Linked DNA regions of Macaca mulatta: region 2 is linked to region 1. The links are chromatin contacts, called in public Hi-C maps. All regions are on one chromosome and are shown on one strand. The core of a region is the stretch at or near the end of the contact, and the rest is flanking DNA. Distances in the headings are between cores, read along the strand shown. Region 1 holds the start of C20H16orf86 (chromosome 20 C16orf86 homolog). Region 2 holds the start of GFOD2 (Gfo/Idh/MocA-like oxidoreductase domain containing 2).

Region 1 (7,111 bases), core at 2,656-5,155:
GCGAGCCTCAGCCTCCCGCTGCCACAGGTCCCTGCGCTCCAACAAGCTGTGGGTACACAGGTTCAGGGTTGATGACCCCAGGGCAGAGGTTGGTTCCCGCCCTCCACAGGTGTCTCCCTCACCCTGAGTGTCAGGCAGTGAGACCTACTAATGCGGCACATGGCCCTTCTGTGTGGCATTGTAGTGCTCCTGGGCCTGCCGCTGCTGCTCTAGCACTTGTGCCAGGACCTGCAGCGAGCAGGAATGCCTCCGGGGGGCCCTCTTCGCAGCTCGTGCATTGTGACGAATGAAGTCCACCCCCAGGCCTGGCTCCTGCAGGACACAGCAAGCGTGGGTGGGGGCAGACAGCATTATGTTGTGTCCCTGAACCCCCACCACACACCAGGAACCCTGCCCAGCCACCATCCAGCCCCCACACATCCTCTCACCTTAGCTTTGGGACCTGGTGGTGTTGGCTGGGGACTAGGTACACGGGGTGGTGGAAGGCCAGGGCCGCAGCGGGAGTGCGCCCGCAGGAAGTGTGCAGACTCTGTCCCAAAGGCAGGGCCAGGCTCCTGGAGGGCAGGGCACAGCAGAGAGACCAGGCAGGCTGAGGTCTGGGGCTCAAGCTGCAAAACCCTGGCCCTCTTGGCCCTTCTGACCTTTGCATCCGTGTCCCTCGGGCCCTCTTCCCTCTTCAAGAGACAGTTGTCCTCATCAGCACACAAACGTGTGAGTACGTCACATTTTTAAGAAAACAACAGGCCGGGCGCGGTGGCTCAAGCCTGTAATCCCAGCACTTTGGGAGGCCGAGACGGGCGGATCACGAGGTCAGGAGATCGAGACCATCCTGGCTAACACGGTGAAACCCCATCTCTACTAAAAAATACAAAAAACTAGCCGGGCGAAGTGGCGGGCGCCTGTGGTCCCAGCTACTCGGGAGGCTGAGGCAGGAGAATGGCGTAAAAAAAAAAAACCCGGGAGGCAGAGCTTGCAGTGAGCTGAGATCCGGCCACTGCACTCCAGCCTGGGCGACAGAGCCAGACTCAGTCTCAAAAAAAAAAAAAAAAAAGAAAACAACAAACCATCTCTCCTTCCACCTCAGTACTGGCCCACCTACCACTCTCTTTCATCCTTCCTAGCCAAGCTTCCTGGCTCTAGCCCCGCAACGTTCCTGACGGCTGGCCTCCAAGTCCTCAAATCCAGGCGGTCACTTCCTTGGTCTCGTTGTCCTCAACCTGATCGTCAATAACTCCTGGGTCTCACTCCTGAGATCCAGGCCTGAATTTCCATCTGCTTCCTGGATACACTCCCACCCCCTGGGAGCCCCACAGATGCTTCAGCCCAGACACATTTGTGTGACCTTGCCTTTCCTCTCACTCCTGCTCCTCCTGCTGAGTCCCTGGATGGAAAGATGGTGCTACTCTCTACCCGAGACAGAGCCCCCCACCATACCCCTGCCCTTCCCACTGTCCTCAGAAATAAGGACTGAAAAGTGGCTTTTGTGGCCCCTGATGTGGGCCCAGCTGACTTCTTGGCCTAACTTCACGCCTTTCTTTCCTCACAGTGAACTGTACACCTGGCATCTCCACTGCTGCGTGCCCTGTGGTCTGTGAGTTTCCATCTTTTGGGAATGTTCTCCTCTGCTGTCCCCTTGACTAACTGCTGCTTGCCCCTGAGGATCAGCCCCGCCATCACCACTTCTGAGAAGCCCCCCAGCCTCGCCCTGCAGCAGAGCCAGGGTCTCTTAGTTCCCTCCCTCCCCAGAACTCGGATCAGGGTATAGCTGCCTGTTGGCCAACAAAAAGGATAATACTTCTGGCTCCCTGGAGCAGGTACCTGGAGCTGGGCCTTGACCTGGGACTCCACCTTATCGTACTTGGGTGAGCGCCACAGAGCTTTCAGGGGCCTGGGCTGTCCATGCTCTCGGCTGCGCTCCTGTTCTCTGAAGCGCTTCTGAATCTCCCTGATCCGCCTCAGGTTCTCCTTCTCATGGTCTTTAGGGTCCTTCCCTGGAGAAAAGATGCCACCAGTCTCTGCCCTACATAGGGCCCACACAATCCAACTTCCACTAGTTCACACACAGGCCTGCCCCCTGCCTCCTACAGAAAGAGTTCCCTTCCTCATGTAGTATTTCAGGATGACTGTCTCCATTATTATTATTACTATTTGAGACAGTGTCTCGCTCTGTCACCCAGGCTGGAGTACAGCGGCACGATCACAGCTCACTGCAGCCTTGACCTCCCCAGCTCAAGGGATCCTCCCACTTCAGCCTGCTGAGTAGCTGGGATTACAGACACACGCCACCACGCCAGGCTAATTTTTGTATTTTTTGTAGAGATGGGGTTTCACCATGTTGGCCAGGCTGGTTTCCATCTCCTGGGCTCAAGTGATCCGCCTGCCTGGGCCTCCCAAAGTGCTGGGATTCCAGGAGTGAGCCACTGCATCCGGGTGATTTTCTCCATTATTATAGTGAAGTATACCATAGATCATCTCATATATGACATTCATCTCTTGTTCTTTGTCTCCCACCTTGACTCAGTGATGGCTCATGCTTATCTTCAACCCTGTGTTCTAGCACCTATATGGCCTGGCACACAGTGGGCACTCAACAAACAAATTTGACGGGTAATAAATGCACGAGCAGGCTGGGCGCGGTGGCTCAAGCCTCTAATCCCAGCACTTTGGGAGGCCGAAACGGGCGGATCACGAGGTCAGGAGATCGAGACCATCCTAGCTAACACGGTGAAACCCCGTCTCTACTAAAAATACAAAAACTTAGCTGGGCATGGTGGCGGGCGCCTGTAGTCCCAGCTACTCGGGAGGCTGAGGCAGGAGAATGGCGTGAACCCGGGAGGCGGAGCTTGCAGTGAGCTGAGATCCGGCCACTGCACTCCAGCCTGGGCGACAGAGCGAGACTCCGTCTCAAAAAATAAAAATAAATAAATAAATAAATAAATAAATAAAATAAATGCACGAAGCAGAGCTAGGGCTTCGTGGGAACTACCTTATTCAGTTCACTTCCTTCGAGAAGGTAGCACATTTCTCCCCCTTTTATAGTTGGGGAAACTGAGACTCAAGAGATGCAAAGCCTGGGCCCAGGTCAGGGCGGAAAGAGCAGCTGCTTTTGATCTCTTTCCACCCCGCATTGCCTCTCTGCCCCTTCTTCCATTCCTGGGACTTACTCTTAAGAGAGGCCCCAGGACCTAGGGAGATCCCCTCGAGTTGCAACAGCACGTCCCCGACGCCGCGCCGGCCGCGCTCCAGGATCTCTCGGGCACCGGGACCGATGCGGGGGCCACAGGGAGCGGTGGCGTCCAGGGCCCGGTCCGAGGTCAGCAAGTCCAGCTTCAGCGCGTTTCCCTCGAGGCGCCCTTGAGCTGTGGGGCGGAGCCGGGCGGAGTCCAGGACTCAGGTGGAGCCGGGGCCGACCCCTGAGCCTAGCACCACCGCCAAGCCCCCGGACTCACCCGAGGCCGGCCGCCGGTAGTAGTCAGGGCAGAGCGTCGGGTCTGGGGGGATGGGCCCCGAGATGCGGGACGGGCCCTCGCACATGCCGCCGGCACCGCCCAGCAACGGTGCCCCGAGGCCTGCAGGGCTGTGCACCTCCCTCCCCGGGCCCCCTTCCCCAACCCCGGGCCTCCTCCCTCGCCTAGGACCCTGACCCTGGCGTGCCCGTCACTCCCGGGCCCCTGCCGGTCCCTGCCTGGGCCCCGGCCTCGCTCGCCGCCTCCGCGACCTCTCCCCCCAGCCCACTTCTCGGTCCCGCTCGCGGCCTCTCCCCCGCGGCACTTGGGCAGGGGCTCACTCGAGAGGTTTTGCCGCCAGCCGCTGCCACCCGACGGGAGTTGTTGTTGCCGGGCAACCGTGGCTTCCGTCCCCGGGGTCAGGGCCCACTGACCCTGGCGCAAAGCGTCCTGGGGCTTGTAGTTTCCGCTGAGTGTGGGCTCCGCGGTCGCGGGTTTCGCTTCCCAGCTCTGCCCTCGCTTGCTGGCCCGTCTCCAGGGTCAGCGCGGGGCCACCATCCAGCCGCTCGGGGCCCTCCCCAAGCAGCTGTGGAGGATGCACTGAGCCTGCGCAGCCATGGCCTCGGCAGGGGCGGAGAGGCGGCCGGGGGTCCAGGAGGCTACGGTAGTGGGGCAGGGACAGCTCGCGGAGGACCCCGGCAGCGCTGAGACCTCCGAGGTGACCGTCAGGCTGTTTAACCTTCAAACAGGGGGCCGCAGCACTCTGAGAGGCGGAACTCTGAGCGCCCCGACCCGCTAACTGCCAGGCTGGGCCCTCCAGGCGGGGAGGGGCACAGGCTGGTGTCCTTATTCCCGTTTCGGTGTCTAATGTTAGGTGTTCAGTGACGGATCCCTATGTCCTTTGCCCGACCATGGTGACCGATGGCCTGTGTGTCACCTCTAGTGTCCAGTGGCGGAAGAACATTTCCTGGTGCCAGCCCATGAGGCCCGCGGAACCCAGGGTGAAGACCAGCGCCCAGCAGGCGCAGCTTCGGAGCTGGAGCTCCAGGAGGAAGGACCCAAGCTGGAGGAGGAGAGGCCCAAGCCGGAAGCCGGGGCGCTAGAGGAGAGAGGCCCCAGGCCCGTGGTCTCCATTGTGAGGCCCCGTCATGGTCCAAAGAGAAAGCCTGTCAAGTGAGGGGGCTCTGGGGGAGGAGGAGGGGAAGGAGCTGCAGGCCCGGGGTTGGGGCACACACCCCAGTAGCATTCCTGATTCCTGCACTCCTGCAGGAAGGATTCTTGTCCCCTGTCACTACCATCACTCTCCTCTCCCGTTCTTCCAGAGCCCCCATGTAGGGAGCAGCAGGAGAGTGGGAGCTTCAGGGTTTGTAGGGCACTGGGCTCACTGGCCTCTAAGCCTCTTGGGCCTGGGGCCTCATCGACCAGGAAAGGGGCAGGCGTCGAGTCCTGGGGCGGTGGGCAGGCTGGGGTATTCCCTGGGTCAGGTCTCTTGTCCCTGGCTCAGGTCCCTCAGCCTCCCGGGCCTTCGTGCCCATCCCAAGGCTGAAGCTGAGCTGCCACCCAGGCTGCCGCTGCAGGAGGAGGAGCCAGAGGGCGGCCAGAGTGAGCCCTCACCATCTGCCAAACAGCACAAAAAAGCCAAGAAGCGCAAGAGCCTGGGGGCTCCCGTGCTCCACGCTGTGGCCAGCACGGTGTCTGCACCCTTAGAGACATTGGGGCTGGAGCGTGAGTGGCAGTCCCTGGGCTGTTCCTTCTCCCTGTGGGGCCTGACATGGCACAACCTGGCGCTCTAGCCTCTGCCCTGCCCTGGGTCTTTGCAGGAAAGGCCCAGCGCCTGCGGCCCCTGTACCAGTACATCAACTATTGCAACCCCGAGCTGAACCAGGCAGGGGAGGGGGACGGGGAGGCCGAGGTGGAGGCAGAGGCAGAGCTGGCCCTGGTTCCCAAGGAGGCAGGTGTGGAGCAACTGCAGGCCTTGCTGCCCTTGGCAGGTGAGCTGGGCCCAGGCCTCGCTTTGCCCTGTCCCAGTCCATTAGTGACCCCCATCCATGCTCTGGCTCCCCTCGGAGAGGAGGCTGGAGAGGAGGCTGGGGGCTTGCCCAGCTTGGGGGTGAGTGACCACCACAAGGCTGAGGTGGATAAGTCAACCCAGGTGGACATCGACAAGATGCTGAGTGTCTGCACTGCTCCGCTTGTCCCCCCGCTCTCTCCTCAGTACAAGTGACTGTCCCGCCCCACTGGTGGCTCCCCTCCTTCCATGCCTGAATTTGGCTTCAGGCTTCCTGTGGGCCTAGGCCCTCTGGTGGAGGGGGCAAATTTGGCACCTGCCCCCACTTGGGACTTTGGGCTTGCTGAAAATAAATATTTTTCTTTTTCAAAGACTTTGTGATTCCCCGGATAGGTTTCCTGAACTGGGAAAGAGGATGGAGGACTCAACAGTGCAGGGTTTGAGGCCTGAATGGTCATCTGCATCTCCTGAGACTTTGACAATGACAGATGCCTTTGTGCCACCCCATGCCTCACTGAATTGGGGTGGACCTGGTACTGTGTGTTTAGGTGAATCTGAGGGTCAGGCGGCTAACTGGGTGATGAAGAGGGAAGTGAGAAGGAGGAACTTGGAGCAGAGGAAAGAAAGGGTCTGTAGGGTCATGGGAAGCAGGTGTTTGGCCCTACTCTTTGTCTCCTGGGGAAGGGCCTGCATTTGGTTTCACCTTGAGGGGATCAAAACTTGGGATCCTCCTAGGAGGTAGCTCAGAGTTCTTTTGCCTGTCGCCGGAGTGACAGCTTTGGGATGTTTTCCACTCATTGCCAGACCATAGCTGGACCGGACCTTGTCCATGGAGTAGCCCCTGGTCACAGGTGACAGGGCATCAGTGATGTTTTCCTGACAGGCAGGGGTGGGCAGGGGCAGTAAGTGCATCTGGGGCCCTGAGGCCAAGCCACTGGATGACAACTGTGTCCAACCGGCAGGGATCTCTGCTGCCAGAGCCAGCCAGTGTTGGCCATTTTGGAAACTGCACATCCTGGGCCTCCTGTGTGTTCCTTGGACACCACAAACAGACACAGGGAATTTCAAGTTCATGGATAATTTCCCCTCCCTCCAACTGGCTTTTCCTCCTGTATCTCATCTGCGCAACTGTTTAAGCTAGAATCTTGGATGTCACCCCAGACTCCATCCTGTTCTTTGCCCCCTGATTCCTACAAGCTAAGCAGACATTGAGGCCAGTGAACATACCCTTTCAGGCTGAGAACCTCTCGGACCCCACAGTCAGCACCGTTGCCTGGACCACTGTCATCTCCAGGTGACAGCCTCACTGGTCTCCCTGCCTGTCGTCCCTTGGCCCACAGATCCATCCAGTGGCCCTGCGACACACACACCTGAGCCCCTGATGGTGTCACTCCCCCTTGGGATTCCCCTTCTCTTGCCCCAGCTACCTTAGAACTCAGTGGCTTCCTGTAATTCCCTGAGCAGTTACACCTTTTCCTCCCTTTACTCTGTGCATGTGGGGTTTCCTCTGCCTAAAATGCCTTTATTCCCACCTCTCCCCCTGGCTAGTGCACATACACCTTTGAAAACCCTGCTTCCTGGGGAGGCAGACAGCATGCCATGTTGCCCTGCATTGTAACACCTACATACTACTATCATGTGGGTTTTAACTGTCTTC
Region 2 (7,321 bases), core at 3,606-6,105, 62 kb after region 1:
CCCATTTCTCACAGCCTTCATTCCAAATCCTTGGATTTGGATCAAATAGAGGATTGATAGAAATCTTTACAGAAGCTCTTGGGAACGACTTAGAGAGGTGGCAGAGAGAGTGAGCTATGTTCCCATGAATTTCAAGACTATCCAGGGTCCCAAAGAGTATATACATTTTATCACCGGCTACCTTGAGAAATGACAGTACTTTGGACAAAAACACCACTTGCAACTCCCTTTCTAAGAGCAGGAGCTAGCAAACAAGTGCTTAAGGATAGGGTTTAAGTGTACTAAGTAACGTGGAAATACTCAACTCTTCCTTCTTAATGTTTAATCCATATTTGCTTTTTGTTTGTTTGTTTGTTTTTGAGACATACTTTTGCTCTTGTTGCCCAGGCTGGAGTGCAACGGCATGATCTTGGCTCACTGCAACCTCTGCCTCCTGGGTTCAAGCGATTCTCCTGCCTCAGCCTCCCTAGTAGCTGGGATCACAAGGACCCGCCAGGATACCCAGCTAATTTTTTGTATTTTTAGTAGAGACAGGGTTTCACTATGTTGGCCAGGCTGGTCTCCAACTCCTGACCTCAGGCGATCCACCCGCCTTGGCCTCCCAAAGTGCTGGGATTACAGGCGTGAGCCATTGCGCCTGGCTCTAATCCATATTTTCTTTTTTTTTTTTTTTTGAGACGGAGTCTCGCTCTGTCACCCAGGCTGGAGTGCAGTGGCTCAATCTCGGCTCACTGCAAGCTCCGCCTTCCAGGTTCACGCCATTCTCCTGCCTCAGCCTCCAGAGTAGCTGGGACTACAGGTGTCCGCCACCACACCCAGCTAATTTTTTGTACTTTTAGTAGAGACGGGGTTTCACCGTGTTAGCCAGGATGGTCTCAATCTCCTGATCTCGTGATCTGCCCACCTCAGCCTCCCAAAGTCTAATCCATATTTTCTAAGTGTTTATTCACATCACTATGAGAGAAAATTTTCATTTCTTACGTCTTTGAAGACAAGGTACTTTAGTGAGCTCATTCCCGACCCAATGTCTAACTTATAAGGTGGTGTTAGAGTATAGGGAAGTCTTCCTGCTTTCATGTTTTTCTCAGTATCTCTTATCATTCTAACTTTCATGAACCCAAGTTTTTCAAGTATCTTTCATTCTCAATTTTTAAAACACCTGCCATTTAAATTTTCCATAAGGACTTTTAGACTCCAAATTTCAGTTTACTTTTAAGTTTGCTAATATAAACCTACTACTTTTGAATGTAAGAAAGATAATGTTCCATTGCTAAACTGCATATAAGTTCTCAAAAATAGCAAAATCTCCAATTCCATTCTTTCCTAGATGTACTCTAATTCCAATTGTGGATTTGTTCTAGAATTGGACCCCCTGTCATAGAGACCCCCATCTCTTAAAAAAAAAAAAAAAAAAGACAAACTTTTTTTTATTAGCTGGCTATGGTGACATGCACCTGTGGTCCCAGCTACTCAGGAGGCTGAGGTGGGGGGGATCACTTGAGCCCAGGAGTCAGAGGCTGCAGTGAGCTGTGATCACGCCACTGTATTCCAGCCTTGGTGACAGAGCAAGACCCTGTCTCAAAAATGAATAAACATTTAAAAAAAATATGCATGAGTGACTTTTCAGGCATCAGAAAGGCACTTTTCCTATTTCTAAGTTAGCGGTCTCTCTGATTCCTGTGTTTTCTGAACACCAACCTCTGCATTTCAACTTCTAACATCAGATGACATTGCATCCCCATTCCATTTCTCCTCTTATGGGAAAACTAGAAAATCAGTTCAGTGAAAGTAGCTTCTGTTAGCATTGCTGGTTTATCTGGTAGTTTCCTCACGGTTGGCCTGTCAAACACTGTTGATTACTTTATTACAGGCCAGATATGATAACTGCCCTCAGTTGCTCCAGAAAATGGCATAGAAGTTAAGTAATTATTTGTCAAAGGTTTCACTGTCATAGCAACCAGGACTTTTGAGAGTCCTCTGTAAATCTACCCTTCTCTGAAAACAAGTGTTTTTCTGATTGGAGTTCAGAAAACGCACACAAATCCACAGGGCACACCACAGCCATATTTAAGCAGTACCCTCTCCAAAGCTCATTCAAAGTATTTGGGCCCAAGTTCAAAACACTCTCCCACACTCCATCCAGTTCCACAGATGGCAACTGCTCCCTTCCATTTTACCTTGACTTGATTTTGGCCTCCTTGTCTTACCTTCCTCTGGGTCAACCTGAAAGTAATGAAGGTTTCTGCACAGAACACAATGATTTTCATGAAGTCTTTCTGACAGAATTTGGTTAACAGTACTGATTTTCCACACAGGTTACATCTGCTTCTGATAATGCTCCATTATATCTCCTGAGGTATTTAAACAAAATAACCCCACAAGTGCAAGAAAAGTCAGTAAAAAGCACAGTCACAATACCCATAGTTATGGTATGATGCTGAAATTATGAAGCCAAAACAAAGTTTTCTTCTTTTTTTTTTTGAACCAGAGTTTAGCTCTTGTCATCCAGGCTGGAGTGCAATGGCGCGGTATCGGCTCACTGCGAATTCTGCCTCCCAGGTTCAAGCGATTCTCCTGCCTCAGTGTCCCAAGTAGCTGGGATTACAGACGTGTACCACCATGCCCAGCTAATTTTGTATTTTCAGTAGAGATGGGGTTTCATTATGTTGGTGAGGCTGGTCTCAAACTCCTGACCTCAGATGATCCACCCACCTCGGCCTCTCAAAGTGCTAGGATTACAGGCATGAGCCACTGCGCCCGGCCCAAAGCTTTCTTCTTTAAACTGATTTCACCTGTTAACATTATTATACTTCCAATCTATCTTCTTATAAGGGCAAGGGGAAAAACCTGCTGCAAAGTCAAATGTAAATAGAAAATTTGTTTTTATCAAGCGAGGGACAAACAAGCTTTGATGATTAGAATCAGGGACCATCTTTTAAAAATCACATACTTCTAATTTTTAAGTTTTGGGTCAGGAGAGGCTTTTTAAAAAATACCTAGTTCTACTACTAATGTGTTCTAGTATTACTATAGAAATCAGATATCAATTGCCCTAGCAAATAAAAACAAAAATGAGGGCTGGGCGTGGTGGCTCACACCTGTAATCTCAGCACTTTGGGAGGCCGAGGCAGGTAGATCATCTGAGGTCAGGAGTTCGAGACCAGTCTGGCCAACATGTGAAACCCCTTCTCTACTAAACATACAAAAATTAGCTGGGCATGGTGGTACATGCCTGTAGTCCCAGCTACTTGGGAGGCTGAGGCCGGAGAATCGCTTGAACCTGGGAGACGGAGGTTGCAGTGAGCTGAGATTGCACCACTGCACTCCAGCATGGGTGACAGAGACTCCGTCTCAATAAATAAATAAATAAACAAACCCAAACCAATGATTATTCCATAGCAAAAGTGGGAAAACCAGGTGGTAAGAGAAAACCTCTCACAATAGGATCTTTATCTGTGAAATAAGGAATCGACCAACAGAAGCGTCTGTTGAAAATTTTCCTCTCTTGGTCCAGGCAGGTTCTCTAAACTCCCAATCCCAAAAGCAGTTAATTTTTTCACGATTTCTGTAAAATAGATGGCCTTAAAATTCTTTTGTTCTCTAGTGTAGCTTTTCAGAAGGAAGTAAGTTTCCTTATCAAGAATGAATATAGCTTCCCCGACTCAAAGAAAACCATCTTCTCTATATTGCTCCGTATCACAATAAATTTAAGTGTCTTCCTTTTCTAAATTAAATACTGTTCCCTTCAACTTAAGGGCCACACACTAAGGGCTATTCCTTTAGAGGCTTTTGGGCCCCACAGATCACAAAGGTGGTGCCCTGCCCCAGTTCTTTTTGGACATTTAAAAGGGCATCCACTTTCTTGCCCTCAGGATGACATTATGGGAACAATGAACATAAATAAGACAGTTAAATAAGCTTCCTTGATGCCTATCCAATGCAGCTTTCAACTCTTCTACCCTGCCTTGCTCTTTAGATCGTGCTGTAGTCTGGAGGATAAACTCTTCACACAATCATTCCCAAGCCCTCATGTTCCTGTCCACTCTTCCTCCCTCACCTTTTAAGTGTGATAGGGCCTTGATGGGAATACCTCACTTCACCTTTTGTCTCAAGTCCATCTGCTTCCTTCCAGAGCTACAAAGGTAGGCCAGGGCCACTGAGACATGGCCATAGGGTATATGGGGGCTGGCAGAGTCACTCGCACCTTCTGGGGTGTCCCTTCTTCCACCTGTCAACTGAAAACCCGTTTCTTAAATATCTATCCCCAAAAGTCCCATATCATTCTGAAAGGGGATGAACTAGCTACCCCACGAGCCCTTTGTCCCAAGCTTCTACACCTCACACACATCCTCATCCACAAAGCGTCCATCCTAACACAGGCAGGAGGTCGGCTAGGCACAGGGCAGGGGAGACTAGGTTTTTGCATCTGGTAAAGGATGGATTATGTCTCAGGTTCTTCCAGGATCCCAAATCCTATAATTCTACCACCAAGCCTGCGGGTCCTATTTCTGCGGTGGAAAGGGCGAACCCCAAGGCGACCCTTCACTCCGCCCGCCTGCAGGCAGTTGGAACGAGCCCCCTCCAGCCCCGGCTCTGCGGGTCCACGCCTCCAACCTCCGGCGCCGGGCCTCGGAGGAGGCCCTGTCGCCGCCAGCTCCCGGCCGCGCCATGCCCTCCTTCGCCCTCACCCGCCGCCGCTGGCCGCCTCTCACCTGGCACGCTGGCATCGCCCACTCCGCGCTGCACTGGAGACCATGGGTCCCGGGGGGTCTCGGCAGCCACCCATCCGCTTTAAGGAAGGCTGGCGGGGATGCGCGGGCCCGGGAGTCCAGGGCGCCGCCACCCGGAACGCGCCGCCTGGTTTCTAAGGAACGGGGGGCTCTGGAAAGGGAGGGGCGGGACGGCATAAGGACTGCGCATGCTCTATAACGGGAGTGGGCCTACGCTGGGAGGGGCCGTAGCGGGGAACTGCGCATGCTCGCAGGTTGGGGGCGGAGGTTAAGCAGCCTGGCTAGGAGGCTCACGTCGTTCATTTCCGGCGGCGGAGGCGGCGGAGCCAGCGGTTTCCTAAGCTTGGCTTCTCTCCGGTCCGCTGACCGGCGTCAAGAACCAGGTTTTGGGAGCTGTGGTTAGCCTTGGTGGTCCTGGAATGAAAGACGATTTCTTGTTGGACAACGACATATCTGCAGAAGGCCAGTTCTCTCGAACTCGTCGGACTTCCTGGCTTCCTGACTCCCAGTGACTCGTTTTTCCGTTTTCTCAGGTGCCTATCTGGGCTCCTCTTCCTCTGGATGTTTTTTGATTGTTCTTTAAATATCAGTGCTCTTCAGGATTGTGACCTCAGTCCCCTTGGCCTCTTTACTGAAGCCTATGCCCCACCAAAGTAAATAGAAGACTGTCCGCTAGAGTAAGGAAGCCGGTAGATCTTAGAATAAAACTGGCTGTGTAGGAAATGTGATTGGGGTTTGTATCTGCATGGGGAGCCCCCATCCCTGCTTGTCTGACCCTCCTGCTGAGTATCAAGATCCCCACTCAGCTGGCATTAGGATGGTCTCCCAGCCATCATTCCAGAGCAGCCTGTGATGACAGAATATGTCAGCTGACCTAAGCGTGAGGCAGTTCCTACTAAGATATGCTAACTAGCAGTAGAGCTATGCCTGCTTTGAGCGGAGGAGACAGGACTCCTACCACCTGTCAGCATGGAAGGCTCCCCGAGTGATAAGTTGTAACCCCTAAACCCCCCCTCTTCTAATGGTGTTTTATCCTTTCTCTCCTGGATCCTCAAGAGCCAGGCGGAAGGGAGGCAGAGTCAAAATGTGCCTGTTTGATCTGTTTCTTAGTCATTGTTCAGAGTTCCACTCTTCTTGAGTAGGATTTCTCAACAATGGCACTACTGACATTTTGGACCTGATAATTCTTTGTTGGGCAGGGATGGGGGGAGCTGTCTGCATTGTAGGATGTTTGGCAGCATCCCTGGCTCTACCCAGTAGATGCCAGTAGCACCCCAAGCCCAGTTGTGACTACCAAAAAATCTCCAGACATTGCCAAGTGTCTCCCTGGGAGCAAAATCATTCCCAGTTGAGAACCACTAGTCTAGAGGAAAGTGAGCCTACTCTGGCTTTATTTATATAGAACCAGGACTTTATGCTTAATGTAAAACCCACATTTTCCCCTCTATGCTACCTCTTCCCTAAGAGCATTCTTTTTTTTTTTTTTTTTTTGAGATGGAGTCTCACTGTGTCACCAAGGCTGGAGTGCAGTGGCGTCATCTCGGCTCACAGCAAGCTCCGCCTCCCGAGTTCACGCCATTCTCCTGCCTCAGCCTCCCGAGTAGCTGGGACTACAGGCGCCCACCACCACACCTGGGTAATTTTTTTTTTTTTTTTTGTATTTTTAGTAGAGATGGGGTTTCACCGTGGTCTGGATCTCCTGGCCTCATGATCCACCCGCCTCGGCCTCCCAAAGTGCTGGGATTACAGGCGTGAGCCACTGCACCCAGCAAGATTTTGTCTCAAAAAAAACCACCCCAAAAACAACAACTCTCAAAAGAGGTATGCTCAGAAAACTTTCTGACTGTGCAATATTTGAGGAGAATAATATTTAGAATTTTTTTTTTTTCCAGACAGGGCCTTGCTCTGTCATCCAGGCTGGAGTACAGTGGCTCGATCATGGCTCACTGCAACCTCAACCACCCAGGCTCAAGCAATCCTCCAGCCTCAGCCTCCTGAGAAGCTGGGGCCACAGGCACACACCAACATGTCTAATTTTTTCCATTTTTTGTAGAGACAGGGTCTCACTATGTTGCCCAGATTGGCCTCGAATTCCTGGGGTCAAGCGATCCTCCTGCCTTGGTCTCCCAACGTGCTGGGATTACAGGCATGAGCCACTGCACCTGGCCCTGGAATGTTTTGTTGTTGTTGTTGTTGTTTGAGATGGGGTTTTGCTCTTGTCACCCAGGGTGGAGTGCAGTGGTGCGATCTTGGCTCACTGAAACCTTTGCCTCTCAGGTTCAAGCAATTCTCCTGCCTCAGCCTCCCTAGTAGCTGGGATTACAGGAGCCCGCCACCACGCCCGGCAAATTTGTGTACTTTTAGTAGAGATGGGGTTTCACCATGTTGGCTAGGCTGGTCTCAAACTCCTGACCTCAGGTGATCTGCTCGCCTCGACCTCCCAAAGTGCTGAGATTACAGGTGTGAGCCACTGCACCTGGCTCTGGAATGTATTCTTAATATCTTATTTTTGTTGGGAGAAGTTCCTGTGGCCCACCTTTATTTAGCTGAATTTTTTTTTTTGAGACAGGGTCTCACTCTGTCACCCAGGC

The links. Hi-C and Micro-C count contacts between places; a contact is called where the count stands out from the background.
Region 2: a contact with region 1 is called in a Hi-C map of blood, with 4 times the contacts expected there. The contact joins the promoter of GFOD2 here to the promoter of C20H16orf86 in region 1. A contact is called at or near these places in 2 of 14 Hi-C or Micro-C datasets (blood and liver).

The regions. Positions count from the first base shown.
Region 1 is chr20:63,218,817-63,225,927 of T2T-MMU8v2.0, forward strand. It overlaps C20H16orf86 (chromosome 20 C16orf86 homolog), which reads left to right and starts at 3,906. Exons shown (of 4, transcript XM_001093031.5): 1 at 3,906-4,164; 2 at 4,390-4,619; 3 at 4,951-5,171; 4 at 5,267-5,825. The coding sequence starts at 4,063. The coding sequence ends at 5,670. ENKD1 (enkurin domain containing 1) reads right to left here and starts at 3,856. Exons shown (of 7, transcript NM_001193959.2): 1 at 3,450-3,856; 2 at 3,165-3,359; 3 at 1,819-1,991; 4 at 429-554; 5 at 149-312; 6 at 1-46. The coding sequence starts at 3,534.
Region 2 is chr20:63,279,531-63,286,851 of T2T-MMU8v2.0, forward strand. It overlaps GFOD2 (Gfo/Idh/MocA-like oxidoreductase domain containing 2), which reads right to left and starts at 4,856. Exons shown (of 3, transcript NM_001260710.1): 1 at 4,713-4,856.